Regions from separate parts of the Mus musculus genome. Here region 2 is linked to region 1. The links are chromatin contacts, called in public HiChIP or PLAC-seq maps. All regions are on one chromosome and are shown on one strand. Each heading gives the region's core, a stretch centred on a gene start, on an enhancer-like site or on the middle of the called end of the contact. The rest is flanking DNA. Distances are from core to core; before and after follow the strand shown.

Region 1 (3,074 bases), core at 466-2,965:
GCCCCTCAAGTGGGTCAGCACATCGTGCCCTTCATACGCTATCCCAGATAAGCTACACATGAACTTCCTCAGGGTTCAAAGAAAACATTATTAAAACATCATCATCTCACGCCTGCCTCATACATCTCTCTTGTGGCCAACGAGAACCTGGAAACAAAGCATATGGGGTGTCCCAGGAAGTGAAGCTGCAGCTTGGCTCAGGGTCGGGTCACCAGCTTGCTTGTGCGCCCGCTGCTGTCACCCACCAGCATGTTGGAAGCATGCAAAGCGATGGATCTCACTCTGCCGTTTGGAGTGAGCAACTGCCATCGGTCCATACCAACCTCTGTTGCTCCCTTGGGCTACTGTGGGCGTTTTCATGGCCCCGTGTGTCTGCAGGCGAAGGGTGGTTAACATCTCCTAGCAAAAGCTGTCTTCATCAGCTGGGAATTAGAACTCTCCAGGAACTGCTCTCAGCATCCTATGGCAGCAACACACAGGCTGATTGATCTGAAAACTTAAAAACCTTGGACTGTCTATCTCTCCTCAAGCAAGCCACACTCGTCTGGCAGGCTAACCTGAGAAGTTGCTGGCAGGCTAGCTCCAGGATCTCACAGTTTCCTCCACTGAACTAGGCACGGTGGAGACTAGGCAGGGGGGCACTCCCTTGGAACCCCAGGGCAAGACAGAAGAGAGTAAGAGCGGCCATCTATCCAAACTGCCCTTTTGTAGATGGGGGCAGTTCTGTGTGCAGAGGGGGACAGCCTGGCCTAAGAGTACGCTGCTCCTGAGTGGCAGAGCCAGTGCAGGAGTCTGAGCTGTCTTCTCTTTAGGATTGAGCTATTTTCCAAATATAGCACAGGTGCCACAGCGTAATCTGTGGACATTTCTACTAGTTTATTTCCATTGTTTCTATCTGCAACTTTCAGATCAATGCTGTCTTTCAGAGGACAATGCTCAATGCTCAAGCTTCCTGGTTTGATATCACTAGGTCCTTTCCTAGGTCTCCCGGGGACCTTCTCAAAGCTCCTTTTAGAGCCTGAAGCCTTCTTAGAACATTCCATCTCTATCCCCATGATGCCACTGATGGTAAAGTTGCCAGGAGACAAGCCTCAGAGTATGCCTGTGGAGCAATTATTTAGACTAAGTTAATGAGGGAAGGCCCACCCTGAATGTGGGCAGCACCATTCCCTAGGCTTGTATCCTGGACTGAATATTAGAAAGAGCTGACTTGTAGCATTCACTGTCCTCTGATTCCTGAGTATGGATGCAATGTGCATGGCTGCCTTGACCTTTAGCTATCAGGTTTTCCCTGTCACAGTGGACTAATGCACTGTCACACTATCAGCACAAATTAACCCTCTCCACCTTAAGATGCCTTTGTTAAAGTATTTTTATCATAGCAACAGAAAAGGCAACTAATACATTCCCAATCCCATGTCCTTCAGGGGCAGTACTGAGAACCTAGGCTACTATTCAAGGAAGCCATGTGGGTCTAGAGGTTTGAACCCAACAAAGGCTCAAGCAGTACTACCATAGGGGCCTGGTCCACGGTGGCTCCGTCCACCTCCTCCTTCAATGCAGCATCTAAGGACAGTTACTACTAATAAGCAATTAAAGTTGATACTTGTAAAAGAGCCACGGCAGCCCTTCTCCCGATGCAGCAGGATCTGTAGAGCAGAACTGCTGAGTCACAGAGAGAGAGGAAGGCTACATGAGTCGGTCGGACCCTCCCTGTAGAGCAGAACTGCTGAGTCACAGAGAGAGAGGAAGGCTGCATGAGTCGGTCGGACCCTCCCTGTCATATGTAAACCCCAGGCGGCCAAAGTGAAATGATCTGTCATTTACCAGCACAGAACCTGCATCAGAAGTCTGGGGGGGGCCCAGACTGCAGAATCGTGTAGTTAGTTATCCATGATCTGCTATAACAGACCTTCTTCATGAGTCATTCTGGATCATGTGCTCAGCAGTTGTTTCAAGACACTCCCTCCCCCACCCCCGAAAGCAAGCCAATTAAAAACTGGAATTCAAGATCTCAAACTGCAACTCTATTACAGCTGACAGCTACTGTCCCCCAACTGTAGGAGAGCCAGAACAAAGGGCTCTGGCTGGCAAAGAAAGACCTGACCTGCCTCCAAATCACACAGGTGTAAGAAGAATCAGAAGTGTTGCAGTTTCAGCAAAGCTGCACTTGGTAAAGGGATTCGTTGTTTCTCAGACTGTGTCACAGGGGACAGAGGCAAAGCATTCTGTGTGCTTGCCCCCCCCCAAAAAAAAAACCATCATTGTTTGCATTCAATGAAATTCCTTTCAAAATCAACTTTCCACATCTCAATTATATTCAACAACATTCTAGCTAACATTTCGGCTGCAATTCAAATTAACTAATGCCCCAAAGAGCCCCTAATCGACACGGTTCTGAGCTCAATTGAATACAATCAAAGCTCAGGAAATGAAGGGGGGAATGCTTATTTCATGCAAATTCTGAATATCGCTCAAGCTTAATTTTACTGATAATATAAAGGTGGGACATTTTGAGCATTACAGAGAATGAAACCTTTAAGCGGTGAGAGTTATTTTATAAAATGCTACCTCTGAAAAGCTGATTGCCAAACAGTATAAAAACGGTTTGAGGCATAAATGCCAAGTTCATTTCTATTTCACTTCTGAGGTAACTATCTTTCAAATCGCAACAGCTGGACTATTTAACACAATCTGGTGAATCACGGTGTAGCGCTTCTCTGGTCTCCCAGTGGGACGTCTGCATTAGTCTGTGGCAGCCATCCAACAAATGACGTGCAGTGGCCGGTCTGAACTCTGTTTCATTTACAATAAAAAACGGATAAAACCACAATCATATTTGCCACCTTCAAGGATGGAAAATGGAAAGATTTAAATTTGTCTTTATAAAGTAGTTTTCTGGGAAAACTCCAAAGAGGAAGTCAGTTTCTATTTCCCTAGTGTATAAATGAGTCTTGCTTCCCCCTCCAGTCCCTGCAGCGAGCAGAGTGGTGAAGGGAGCTGGCCTTACTAAAGCTGATGTTCATTGTTTCTTTCAGAAACTCTTGATTTTTTTTTTTCAGAGCTTTTCATGC
Region 2 (2,862 bases), core at 39-2,538, 97 kb after region 1:
AGTCGTGGTATTTTTAAAGTGTGTCAGATTAACTGTCTCTAGGATCTTGCTTTGTTCACAAATGTTCTGATGGCAATCATTAGCTACCAAGCGGTAGAGAAAAGCATGCAAAACGGCCTGGATTTCCAGCCCCAGCCCCGCTTCCTCATTAAGCCCCACACAGGCAGGGTGTCGACTCACTGACTAATAAATTGCTAAAAATGGGAAGTGATAAGAACACATCGGTTCCCTGAAAAATCCCAGCTGGGTAAAGAAAAAGGAACTAGACCGAACCCAAAAGAAGGGAACGCTGCAGGCCCAGGAACGCCAAAGTGTGCAAGGGTGCGGCCTCAGCTAGGAGCCAGGCCAACTGAGCCACTACCCGGCGCCCAGCGATCCTACCCTACCCGGCTCGCTACTCCCGCGTGGACTGAGGTGCGTGCCCTGACCCTGTCCACGCCCGACGCGTGTCCCTTTGCCCGGGTCGCGCGCCCTAGTCCTGCAGGGCGCGCGATCCCACTGCGGGAAGACGCTGCAGCTCCTCCGCCCAGGGCGCTGCACCCCATGGCGCTTGGGGATGCGGGGTGACCGCGGCGGCCTCACGGTCCCTTGGCCACGGCTGGCACCTGCGGCTGCGCCCAGAGCTGTCCCGCCCGAGGCCGCTGCTGGGCACCTGCGGCAGCCGGCCCACCTACCTTGCTCCTTCAAGCTGGTGATGAGCTGCAGCTGCTTCTCCTCGTCCGAGCTGTTCATTTTGGCGGGTGGGGCTGGGGATAAAAGGCAAGGAGGGAGAGGCGAGGGGGACACGGGGGAGGGGGAGCAGAAAGCAAGATGCCGGTGGCGCGGCGTGCGGCTGCACTACCCGGAAGTTGGGATCGCTCCCGCTCCTCCTCCTCCTGGCGCGCCGCACGCGGTGAGATCATCCCACGCACCTACTCGCGGGCCCTGGCTGCCCCACCTGCGGCGGGCGGGTCTGGGCGCCTGGCCCGGTAGGGGCGTGGGCCGCTGGAGGCGGGTGAAGTGTCACGGCCCTGGGGCGCCTGCGATCCTCCCAGGTGGCTGTATGCGGTTCTGCTAAGGCCGCCGCTGCGCCAGGCTTTCCACCCGAGGCGCGCACCATGGAGACTCGACCCGGGTTCCCCAGGTCCGCCACCCTAGAGCTGGACAGCGGATCTGAGCAGGACCGGACGGACCCCAGAGGACCAGGCTCCTATCCTAGTTCTCAGTCACTGCTCATTGGAGCCAGGGCTGGAAAACCCTCTGTTCTACACCATGCACCTGTCCACCAAGCAAGTGCATGTTTGCAGTCTGTCTGGCTAATTGAGTCACCGCAGTCTTGAGGAGTAGGGGGTAGTGGGTAGCAGTCTGAGGGAGGGAGGGAGGGAGGGAGGGAGGGAGGGAGAGAGAGAGAGAGAGAGAGAGAGAGAGAGAGAGAGAGAGAGAGAGAGAGAGAGAGAGAGAGAGAGAAGAGGTGATGGGGGCGTGGCAGTCTGATCGCAGTTCCAGCGTGTGTGAAGAGGCCAGAGTCAGAACCTGGGCCCTGCCTCCAAGTGCCTCACCAGGCCAGAACTGCAGGGAAGGTCATCTGGTTCCGGTGGGAGGATCTTGCATCTTGGGGAGGCTGGCACTGCACTCTGAATACCCAAGGTCACTTTGTTGCATGACAGGGAGCCTCCTGTGTAAGGACTGAAGACAGTCCTTGCCTCTCTTAAGGACCCTCGGTGGCATTTACACCCAACTCTGGGGTAGACCTGGGCAAACATATCTAGGCAGGCTTGCATTCTCCAACTCTAGTTCTCCTAACATTTGCTTGACTCTCCCAAGCTCTGGAATTGGTCTAAAGAATGGAAATAATAAAGCATACTCTTTTAGAATTTAAAAAATTGAACAGGGAGAGGAATTTGACCACAACATCAAATCTAAAAAATAGAAGTGCTTGTCTAGCATGCGCTAAGGCCCCACAATCCATCCGGTCCACCTCCAATAAGGTGGACCGAATGGATAGGTATGCCGCCTGCTCTGCGCAGAGGATTTTTTGTTTTTTATGATTACAGGTGTTATGGTTGCTAATAACAAGTTGAGAAAAGCACAGTTCTTTATTCCAATCATTAAGCGCTCCAGATAAATCCGGGTTAAGTGAGCCTTCTGCACAGCCCTCGTTTTCTTCATCCTCTCTAAACTCATATAGAACACCAGCTCTTCATTCCTTGCGTCTCAATTTAGGCAAACGCCCCAACTCGGCTGGTAGTGGCCCTGCCAGGAGACGTGTATTGATATTCCCATAGATCCTATTACCAGTATCTTTCTGGTACTCATTATTCATACCATCTCGTGGTGACCGTTGAAAAATCAGAATCGGCTATTCCCTTTTAAGAAATGGCAGTGGTTTAGAATGCATAGTTTAACTGTTCGGGTGGCCTGAGGTGGCAGTGTGGATTTCTAAGTAAAAAGAATGAAAGATGGAACTTTATGAAATTATTTCAGTGTGGGGATTTTGCTATTTGGTCCTTCCTGGAATGTTTCATAAGAATGTTTCATAAGTTCAAAATATTTTCCAGTCAGCTACAGTGATGATCATAAAGATTGGTATAGGCTCAGGACACACAAGACCAAGTTCTCTGCCCAAAGATTTGCCCCAAAAGGACAAAGGTCAAGGAGTAAGAAACAAAGACAGGAGATAGAGGATGAGGGAGAAGGAAAAGGGAACAAGGGAGGAGGGGACATGGTATTTGTCCTAGAAAGACAAAGGACAGCCTCTAGATGGGAGCCAGACATGGCCCATAGGAAAATGGTGGTTTATATAAGGTAAGGGGAGAAACCCTATGTTAGGATGAGGTGTTTAATTTTAATTGGGCATGTTAATTAGGTGAGTCAAAGGGGCTT

Evidence for each region. HiChIP or PLAC-seq counts read pairs in DNA pulled down with a chosen protein or histone mark.
Region 2: a contact with region 1 is called in an H3K4me3 HiChIP or PLAC-seq map of bone marrow-derived macrophages, with 6 times the contacts expected there. The contact joins the promoter of Shtn1 here to the enhancer-like site in region 1. A contact is called at or near these places in 4 of 39 promoter capture datasets (hippocampal neurons, liver, neural stem cells and 1 more), 5 of 484 Hi-C or Micro-C datasets (the N1E-115 cell line, bone marrow-derived macrophages, macrophages and 1 more) and 7 of 115 datasets of contacts at active chromatin or transcription factors (bone marrow-derived dendritic cells, bone marrow-derived macrophages, embryonic forebrain and 4 more).

The regions. Positions count from the first base shown.
Region 1 is chr19:58,977,151-58,980,224 of GRCm38.p6, forward strand. All of the region lies in intron 16 of Shtn1 (shootin 1), which reads right to left. Among named protein-coding and RNA genes, the nearest start is that of Eno4, 35 kb to the left of the region's middle. Within about 2 kb of position 1,716, at least 103 of the 459 cell types and tissues checked have an H3K27ac peak or open chromatin away from gene starts, as enhancers often do. A contact at or near this core is called in the N1E-115 cell line, bone marrow-derived dendritic cells, bone marrow-derived macrophages and 5 more, where this site is marked.
Region 2 is chr19:59,074,781-59,077,642 of GRCm38.p6, forward strand. It overlaps Shtn1 (shootin 1), which reads right to left and starts at 1,289. Exons shown (of 17, transcript NM_001114312.1): 1 at 675-1,289. The coding sequence starts at 732.